Linked DNA regions of Mus musculus: region 2 is linked to region 1. A link is a contact called in public Hi-C data. All regions are on one chromosome and are shown on one strand. Each heading gives the region's core, a stretch centred on a gene start, on an enhancer-like site or on the middle of the called end of the contact. The rest is flanking DNA. Distances are from core to core; before and after follow the strand shown. Region 1 overlaps Scfd2 (Sec1 family domain containing 2). Region 2 has its middle 90 kb from the start of Lnx1.

Region 1 (5,031 bases), core at 663-3,162:
GGAGGTGGAGATGGTGATGAAGGAGGTGGTGGTAGTGGTAGTGAGTTGGTTTTGGCTCAAGCCAAGAGCAGGGGCTAAGACAACAGTAAGTGAAAAATATGGCTCCTTCCTTCACCTGCCCAAGTTTTTTTCCAGATTGCCTCCTGTCAACTTAAGATCACCAGTACCTTTCCCTCTCCTGCCATCTCTATGCCTATTTCAAAGCCCACCTTTACCTCTCTGTACCAGCCAGTACCATACTTAGAATAAACCATGATAAGTAAGCTTATTTAAAATCTTCACATTTTAAATCACAAAAATCAAGGCCCAGAGAAGGAAAGTGGCTTGCCCAGCATCATGTAACCCGTCAGTAGCAAAGCTGGGAATGAAAACCAGGTCCTCCGACCCTGGTTTAGTGCTTCACACCCAATCTCACACTTCACATTTTTGGGATCAAACTTTTAAAGGTATAAACTTAGCATTTTATAATAAAAACCCAGTGAAATATGGTGATTCCTCTAAAGGAATCTCCATAAAACCAGCACAGTATACTGTGAGACATCTGCTTTCTAAGTACTTAGATTTCTAGTACTAAGAGAAGGTACCTACAGGACTGGTAAGACGATTCACTGTTATGGAGCCTGACAAACTCAGTTCATAGGACTTATATGGAAAGAGCAAACCAACTCCTGCAAGATGTCCTCTGATCTCCACATCTATACACTGCCTGCACTCACCTGTCATGGTGGTTTGTGATCCAGTAAACAGACATGAAGGAGGAGGGGAATTTATTAGAGATTATAGTGATTGGGGCATCTAGGATCATGTGCTTGCTTCCTACATAACCAATAAGGGCAGAATCGTAGGAACAAACAAAAGAATAGTCAGGTTTGACAAAGGATTCCAGGGTTGGGGGTGGAGAGTAGAGGCCACAGAAGGAGAGTGCCGTGGCAACTGTAGACCCCCAGAGACCTCTGTTTGTTTTGCCTCGGTCCTCAGGGAGCAGAACTAGGATAGAACTGGAAGGCCAAGAGCTTCATTAGGGCCTTGATGGTAAAGAGGGAGACAGCAGAGACCCCTCTGCAATGTCAGTTTGACACTTGGGACAAAAGAGCAAAACCAGAACTGGAAGGAGGGAGAAGCTCCACGCGGGTAAAGTCTAAGCAAGGCATGAGCAACCCAAGGACCGTGGGTTAGAGGAAGTAGACAAGACCAGCACACACCCATCTTCAGTCACTGGCTGGCACTCCTGAGGGACTGGCCAGGACTCAGAAGCTGAGCTTGGTACAGTGGCTTGGGCACTGGGGGCTGTCCACTGACTGTGCTTCTTGCCAACACAAGACAAGTCCTTTCTCAAAGGAGTTTGGACAATGAATGGCAGAGCTGCCAACCTTCTGTAATTAATTGTGACATATTTTGCTTATCAAACACAGTATGTGTAATCAGCATGTCAGTGTCCACAAATAAGAGACATTCTGTTCTTTGCAAATGTTTAGTCATTTTGAAATATTTCTAAATTTTTAAGAAAGAATTTTTAAAGTTTTAAAAAGCATAAATAATGTAGAAAGACTCAAATATCTCTGTTTTACTCCCAGTTACCACTGAAAAATCTGGTATGTGTTCTAAGAAAGCTTTTTCTTTTTTGTAATATTTTATATGTATGTAATGTATGTGGTATTCAAACATGGAGGAATACTGAAAATAATTCTTTTTGTGTATTCAGCACAGTAAGGCCCTTAGCCCTGTGACATCTCTCGCCTGCCCCGTTCCCGTCTTCTGTTGTAATCAGCTGACATTTTGTTCCAGATGCTTATTCTATTTTCCTTTCTGTTTGAGTTAATTTTTATTTACACAGGCATTGAGTTCCACGGCAATCATTTAGTGTTGTGCATGGCTGCGTTCTTCTCTCAACGCTGAGTCCCCCTGACGCATTTATATTTGCTAGTTGACAGCCACCTGAGATCTCTAGCCTAATCATGACACTTTAATTTGGCTGCCATCTGCTTCCTGAGTTCTTTTGGCGGGAGGCCATCTCTCTGACTTCACTCCTTGCCGATGGGGGCTTCGTCTGATGGCTCCTCATGGTGCCTTCCTTCGTTCCATCTGAAAGACGGCCTCCGCCGGCGTTTTGAAGTAAAGTCTTACTGAGGCAGTTCCCTAACTACCTTCCCTTATTTAAAGAGAAGTCACTTGGCTAATGTGTGATATCATAGTGTTTGTTGATGGTCACATATGCTGCCTTGGTTACAAATGCTAAAGTGACAGTTTCTTTTAGAAAGAGTCCCTCTGGCCCCACAACCATTCTAACTCACAAGGTCCAGATGACCAAAGCCAGAGAAAGCCCCATCCCTCTAGCTGTGGTAAGCCAGGGATCTCAATTAGATAACAGTCAGTGCATTCCTAAAGGAACCTGTAGAGGCTGCTCTGAGAAGGGAGGATTGCAGAGCGATCAAGGGCCTCTGTTAGCCCGTTTGGTGGGAACCATATATCTGTCTAAGTTGAAGAACCTCGAGATAGAATTGTAACATTCCCTGGGGGCATTATGTGAAGCCAGAGCTTTTCCATGTATATGTTCCTGGACATGTTATTTTATTTATTTAGATATTGGACCCTGCCTTAAAATTCTAGTTTTGGGGAAGGCGAGCATTCATTTCTCTTTCTTTTTGATTCAAGAAAGCTAAAGAGCGTGGCTTTTTGGACCAAGCTGAGTCAGATCCTTCCCGTTGGCTAGCTCTAGCTGAGTTGAACAAAGGAAAGGAAGGCCCGTGTTGTCAGAACATGGGATTTGGTCTTTTAAAGGAGAAGCCGTACATTACCTACATAGAAATGAATGTCTGTGGCACTGGATTCTTGAAACCAGAACAGTGACTTTATGCACTTCCAGATTTGGGCTGGGGAATTAGGGCTTCCATTACAAACAGAGGACGTCAGGAAAACCAGCTATGCTTCCCTGTCAAGAATGGCTTTGCCTGCCCAGCAGAACATGATATGCTTTATTCTGATCCTTGAGACTAGCCAGCTCTTTACTCCTGGATGTATGTGAGACGGGCTTTTTCCCTGTGACAGAGCCTATTACTCCCGCTACTTGTCTTAACAAATGGGAATATTTATTTGCCACATTGTTACCCTAACAAAGAGGACAAATATAAAAATAAAATTCATAGAGTTAGTAATAAACTTCAGGGTTCCATAAGCCCTGGAGAATCAGGCTGGATAAAGAGTGACTCTTAGTAAGTGTTTGAAGCAGCCATTTATGTATCTCCTGAGAGCAACGTCAGACTGGCCCTGGCCCTGGCCCACACTTACAAGGGCACAAACAATTTGGTTCATTCGTTGCCTGTTTCCACCCAGTGCTTATCCTTACAATGCCCCCAACCTAGACACTTGGGTGGACAAGTTACTCCCTTGGTGAGTCACACCATATAGTTCATCTCCTTATTTAAATGCCATCTTTCTGTGCTCGGTGGGGGTGAGTCTACAGATATAGTGAGATGGTGATGTAATTTGCAGAGAGTTGTTACTGAAATTTGACCATTAAAACTATGTCTACCAAGTCATGCAGGAATTGCAAATCCCTGTCCAACCTGAAACACATTGTGAGCCCCGTCAACTCACCAAGGCCTTTCCCCCAGTGCCAACAGGGGTGATTTTCCAGACACCCCTAAATCTACAGGAGGCTATATAGAATGCAGCTGCAGTGAAGTTCTAGAAATAAGCTTTTGCCATTGGGGGTCTCCCAGATGGTTGCATAAGCCCTTTTAATTAGCATATTACTGACCCAATAATAGCTTCTTCTGAGAAGTGTTTTATATTTCAGTCTACCCATCTGGCATGTATATGCTGCTTAAGGACCACATAATAAAAGCCTTTATGAAGATATGCACAGCATATGTCTGGTAGCAGATTTGAAGATTGAATGGTCCCCACGGTTTTCTGTACCCCACTTCTCCAAGCAGGGAAGCAACTAAATAGCTAAAACCAGCGCACTTATTTAATTCAGCAAGGATTTTTATCTAGGTTGCAAAAAATTTTATATCAGCAATTTTAGAATAATCTTTCAACTGTTTTCAAGGTCAGTTCCCACTTCATTGCTGGTAGAGCTCTTATCAAAATTATTAAGATTTCAGACTAAACAAAGACATCAACAGGCAATGAGGCACGAACCTGTCACGACAGGAGGTGGTAGGACCCATATGACACAGGTGAGCAAAAGATGGGAGACCTGAAGAACAGCTGTAGCATCCTGTAGCTTTAGGCACTCACAGACACTTTCATCCAGTCCTCAGCCAGAGCAACCAGTACATTTCTACATTATACAGCAACATACTTCTCCAGCACTAACTAGCTGTCATGATGAAACCATACAGTCAGAGATCATTTTATTTCATTTTTCACTTTATTGCAGTATAGGAAATTAAGTTAGTTTGAATGAACCCCTTCTTATGAGGTTGAGATATAGAGGGGAAAAAAGTTGAATTTTATTCAAAGTACATCGAGAATCTACAGAAGTATTTTTCTTGGCATTAAAATGGTATATGTGTATGGGGGATATGGGGAGGATGTGTGTGTGTGTGTGTGTGTGTGTGTGTGCCCAGGCATGAGTGAGGTATTTTTATTATCTTGTTCTTTGTCTCACCCAATACAAGAGTATGTGACCCTTACACCTGTCACATATACTGTGTGTGTGTCTGTGTGTGTTTCTGTGCCTCCCCCAACTTGTTGTGCATATAGTGAATTCCTAATGGGAAGGCTCACAGACTTCAGACAGAGGCTTGACTGCTATGCAAAAGTCTCCTTGCAAATCTATTTTTCATCAAAACCAGACTACTGCAGTGAGAGTGATTGAAAATGAGCCCTGCTGTGAACATTTGAGCATCAGTAAAGTAAAATACAGGAGCCCAATTATCAATCAGAAAAGGATCTGAGAAATCACAGTTGCCTTTACAGTTGAGGCTGAGCCATGATAAGGCAAAAAGTCATGCCCAGAGACGGCTGCAGTCCCGTGCAGTCCTCTTCAGATTCGTGCAAGGATTTGCCTGTGGCCCAGAGCTA
Region 2 (5,031 bases), core at 1,273-3,772, 460 kb before region 1:
CCCTTCTGAACTCCTCCTGACTCCCCAGTCAGATAAATCATGCCTGCTCTCTTGGGGAGACATGAGTAAAGGGCGGTGGGGGAGGCCAGGCATAGTATTCAGTACCGTAGCTCAAATCTTGGGCACCCGGGGTTTCCAGAGAAGAGAGAGCGTGGGGCAATCTCTCCTGGGAAACCACTGTGTATATATTCATGCCCCTTCCCTCAGCCACAACACAGATAAACCCCAGTGCTCAGCACCCAGACCAAAGCAGAGCTTCAGTTGTGTTTCCAAAACTCCTTGCTGCATCTGCCCCAGCCTTTGCAACAGCTGCTTTCTCTTCATCCCCTGCTCTAGATTTCCAGCTCTGGAAAGTCAGGGACCATAGCCACTATTTTAGAATTCGGCACATAGCAGATATCTCAGGACTGTTAGGGATGTTTGGATGAATAAGGAATAAAAGCTCCATACAGGTAGGATGCGAGAGTTTGAGCATGAAGTGTCGCCCCCCCCCCCCCAAAAGAGGTTCATGCACTGAAGGCTTAGACCCCAACTGGTAGTGCTATTCTGGTAGGTTCTAGAAGCCTTAGGAAGTAGAACCTATATGGAAGAAGTGGGTCAAAATGGGTATGCTCGTGAGAGCTATGACAAGTCCCCAGATCCCTTGTCACTTCTGCTTTCTGGTTAGACATACATGATGGTACCACCATGACCCACGTTTCTCCACAGAACCAAGTAACCATGGACTGAGCCCTTTGAAACCGTGAGCCAAAAGAATCCTCCCATTTAAATGTTTCCCTTAGGTATTCTGGTCCTGGCACCTAAAGTTCTAACATATAGGTCCACCCAGTCCCACCATATATATGCCATTTGATTCTGTCTAACGGTAAAGTTGCCTTAGTTCTAAGGGGAAGAGTGTACCATCCTAGAACAGAAATCCCTGAGGGTCCCAGACTCAAGAGACAATTGGGGTCAGAACTAAAATCTTCAGGAAGCTAAGAGTTCCCAAGTGACATGAGCCCTCCCTGCTCCCTGCAGCTGGCACTGGCCCTAGCCTGAGTACTGGCCTCTTATAGGCCTCTTCTTGTCTACATATGGTTTCAGCCTTCCTCTAGGGGGCTTAGAACTTAGGCTCGGGGCTAACAACTACATCTGGGAGGCTCTAACCCAGAGAAACACAAAGACCTCTTTCAAAGTACAAGTACTGAAAAAAAAAATATAATCTCAACACTTCCTCCGTATGCGTCATACCTTTTTTTTTTTTTTTTCCTGATGTCAATAGCATGTTGGCCGATTGGGTCTCAGAGACCATGTTAGGATGAACACTGGTTGCTGTGTTTAATTAGAAGGGCAAAAGATAGAGTAGCTTGGACTTTGAGCAGAAAGAAAACCAAGAGGAGGAGCTATGAGGCCTGGCAGATGTTCTCTGACACAGTCAGTCCCTGCCAGCTCTGGGCCCTGTCCCACCCCTGTAGAAATTCTGGCAAGTCCTATCGTTATTTTTTCTAACCTGTCATTATCTGTCTCCTGGAGGTAATAACTTCAAATTTCATAGGACTGTTCAGTGAAAATTAAACAAAAGGAAACACATCGGATACTTTCTATAGTACTAAACATATAGCAAGTATCTGGCACCAGTATTTTTGAATCATAGACATTGCTTTATTGTTTTTTGCTTTGCTTTAAGATTTGCTTGTAAGATTCTAGAGAGAGGCAAGCGGCCAAGGAGAAAAAGATGATTAACAGTTTCCAGGGACCCATGCTGAAGTAGTGGTAACGCTGGAGTGACCCCTTGCTGGGGCACAGATGTTCAAGCCTCCAGATGTTCACACTGGACTGGTTTTCTGTATGTAGCACAAAGGAGCTGAAACCCAAACAGGTCTGGGAAACTTGTACAAGCACAAAGTCAGTCGGGAGCACAGCGACAGTCTTAAATCAATTGCAAATAAAAGCCCCAAGAAGGAACTCTACTACCGCCTGCACCCGCGGTAACCTGGAAAGCTTGCTTCTGCTTCGGGTTTCTCCACATTATACAAAGGAGTAGGAGAGAGAGAAGTGGGGAAAGAGGAGGGGTGAAAGATGGGGAGGGGAAGGATGGAGAGGAGGAAGAGGAGAAGAGAGGGGGAAAAGGGAAGATGGAGGAGAAAGAAGAGGGGGAAGAAAGCGGTGGGGGGAGACTTTTTAAACATTCCTCCCCCAACTTCCTGCCTCCTGGAGAGAGGAGCCAGCAGCCACCAGAGATCTTAGAGGGACGCCTTGTGTCTGGGCCACCACGGGCAGTCAAGGAGCCTTGCTTTTGGTCCTAGGGGAAGCTGTCCCTTGAGGAGGCTGCAGTGTGTCCACCAACATGGTTCAATGAGGGCAGTAGTTTGCACACATGGGGAACCACTAGGAATGACAGAGTCTAGCCCCGGGGCTATTTTAGGCCAGACCCAGAATTGGAGTCAGTGGAGGTTTTGTTTATGTAACATCTGCTCAAGGCTCTTTGGAGCAAATAACCCAGGCTTCCAGGCCTGCGCTCGCTCAACGAGCAGGGGCGTGGCTTCGAGCTTCCTGTTGTTCTTGGCACTGCTTCCCTGCTGTTGTGGCTCCTCTCCCAAAGCTGTTTGCTGCCTCCTAGGCTCAGCGCAGTAGCTTTCTCCTTAGATCCCTTTCTAGGGTCAGGATAGCTTGTAAGTAGCCATGAAGCTAGAGGAGATGGTACCGCAGGGACTATGCTCCAGGGAGTTGCTTCCTGACCCCCGGGTGTCCTGGCCACTTGTCAGCCTCCCCCTGCTTCACAGTGCCCGCCCGATCTCTTACTTGAACAGCTTTCATGACAGGTCTGGCATGCTAGACAAAAGATTCTGTTCTGTATTCTGAGAGCACAGATCTGAATCACGACCTGCACCTGATCCTTGCGGTCTGGAATTGTCTTTACCTGAAAAGCATATAAACAGGACTGTTTCTTGGTGTCCTCCTGCGATTGGCTCCAGTACCCAGTGGATACTGAGATGCAAGGATGCTCGAGTACCTTCTGTGAGATGGATAGTGTTTGCATAAAACCCACGCAATCTCCTGATTACTTGTTTCACACAAATCAATGTAAGTGCTGTGAGTAGCTGCAGTTATTGCTTAGGGGAAAATGACCAGGAAAACAGGAGTGTACATGTTTAGGACAGATGCGGTTGTTTTTCATAAACATTGTTGTCTGTGTTTGATTGACCCCATGAAGGCAGAGCAGACACAGTGGGTTACCGTACATATTATAATATACACTAATTTTCTTTGTTTCAGGCCTTCTCAAGGGCATGAAGACTGTAGCTTTCTAAAAATCCAGATAATGTAGGTACTGTGTATTTTGTCATGAACTCTTTGTATGTCTGTGTGTGACAATTACGTATGTGTATGCATATCTATAGCTATCTATATTTATATCTATCTATATATAATGTATTTTGACTAAATTCACTCTCCCCCATTCTTTCTTGTCCCCTCTTGCTGAACTCCATATTCCTTCCACCCAGTCCCTCTCCTACTTTCCTGACATTTTTTCTGTTCTTCCTCCCCGTCCCCACTCACAACTTACTGATTTTAATCAGCATTGTTTACATGAGCTTGGATAGGAATACTATTTCCTAAAGTCTGGACGACCTACCTGTGGCCAGGAGGAAAATCCCCTCCCCTCCCCTCCCCTGATACCCTGTTAGCTGCCAAGAACTCCTCAAGGAAGGCTAGGCCTCATGAGGAGGCCTCCCTCCCTTACAAATGATGGACCACTGATGGGCCCTCAGTGGGCAGGTAACCATGGCTACAAGTTTATGAGTACAGTGGCCATGTCATCCTGAAGATTGGGCTTCGCAGCACTCTTCCTCATCTTCTGACTTACATTCTTTCTAGTCCCTGCTCCATGATCCTCTTTGTGCCTTGGAGGGGGAAATACAGATGTGTGGATACACACAGAGGATAGCACTGTCAGAACGCCCCACTGCCTCAGCCGGTGGCAGAGGCTACTGCCTCACTCTCAGCATCTCGGAACAGGAAGCAACTCAATGTCCCACCAAAGTGAAACAGATAAGTAAACTTAGCTACACTCACACAGCATCTCATATACTCATACAGAATACTCTGCCTCTGCAGAAAAGAATGTGTCACCCATGCCCTCAACTGTACCCATGTCTAGATCTGTACCCATGCCCACATCTGTACCCATGCCCACATCTGTACCCATGCCCACATCTGTACCCATGGCCGTATCTGTATCCACACCCACATCTGTACCCATGCCCACATCTGTACCCATGCCCACATCTGTACCCATGCCCACATCTGTACCCATGCCCACATCTGTACCCATGGCCGTATCTGTATCCACACCCACATCTGTACCCATGCCCATATCTGCGCCTGTACGAGCAGGATATGAATGAAGTCTCTGCCAATAGGAACAACTTTAGGAAAAACTTTAATTTTTTCCTCATGTTTGAAGGCAAATTTTCAAGTCTCTAAACCCTTGCCTAACTTCTGCTAATCTTCTCTGGCGTAGAGAAGGGCGCCAGCTTCCTAATAGCTCTGCTTCCCACAAGCCTGGGGAAGTGGAAGCACAGCTCTTGGTGGGGAAGAACTCAACTTTGATTGTAGATTTTCTTATTCTTACTAAAACCCAATAGACTAGCCAGTTGACCAAGGGAAAACAGTTGTTTCAAATTAGGTATAATTTTGAATTAAGCCAACATCGGCTTAATACATTTCAACTTAGATATTTTCCTATACACAAGATATTTCCCTAAGTCCTACAAAGATCGATATTTGGCCTCACGCTTTGTAAAACATCAAAGCAAGCTTGTTTCTGACAGTTGTACTGCCAATGCCCTGGATTCAGAGGAAAGGATTTTTATAAAAATCATTTCTGTCCGGGGACGGAGTCTTCATTCACTCAAGTAATAGATTTGGAAACAAAAGCAGTTAAGACATGTACGCTCCACTAACAAGCCAAAGTGCTTGCAGGTCTGTAAAACATGGCGCTACTCCAGGCAGTTCATCATCCCATCCATCTTCCCCTCGCAGATACTC

Evidence for each region. A called contact is a pair of places that touch in the nucleus more often than the background predicts.
Region 2: a contact with region 1 is called in a Hi-C map of the 3T3-L1 cell line, with 5 times the contacts expected there. The contact joins two enhancer-like sites. A contact is called at or near these places in 1 of 484 Hi-C or Micro-C datasets (the 3T3-L1 cell line) and 1 of 9 other capture datasets (embryonic stem cells).

Annotation. Positions count from the first base shown.
Region 1 is chr5:74,333,927-74,338,957 of GRCm38.p6, reverse strand. All of the region lies in intron 5 of Scfd2 (Sec1 family domain containing 2), which reads left to right. The region is part of intron 1 of Gm32064 (a long non-coding RNA gene); the gene reads right to left. Among named protein-coding and RNA genes, the nearest start is that of Gm32064, 20 kb to the right of the region's middle. Within about 2 kb of position 1,912, at least 15 of the 459 cell types and tissues checked have an H3K27ac peak or open chromatin away from gene starts, as enhancers often do.
Region 2 is chr5:74,789,927-74,794,957 of GRCm38.p6, reverse strand. No RefSeq gene overlaps it. Among named protein-coding and RNA genes, the nearest start is that of Lnx1, 90 kb to the right of the region's middle. Within about 2 kb of position 2,522, at least 196 of the 459 cell types and tissues checked have an H3K27ac peak or open chromatin away from gene starts, as enhancers often do.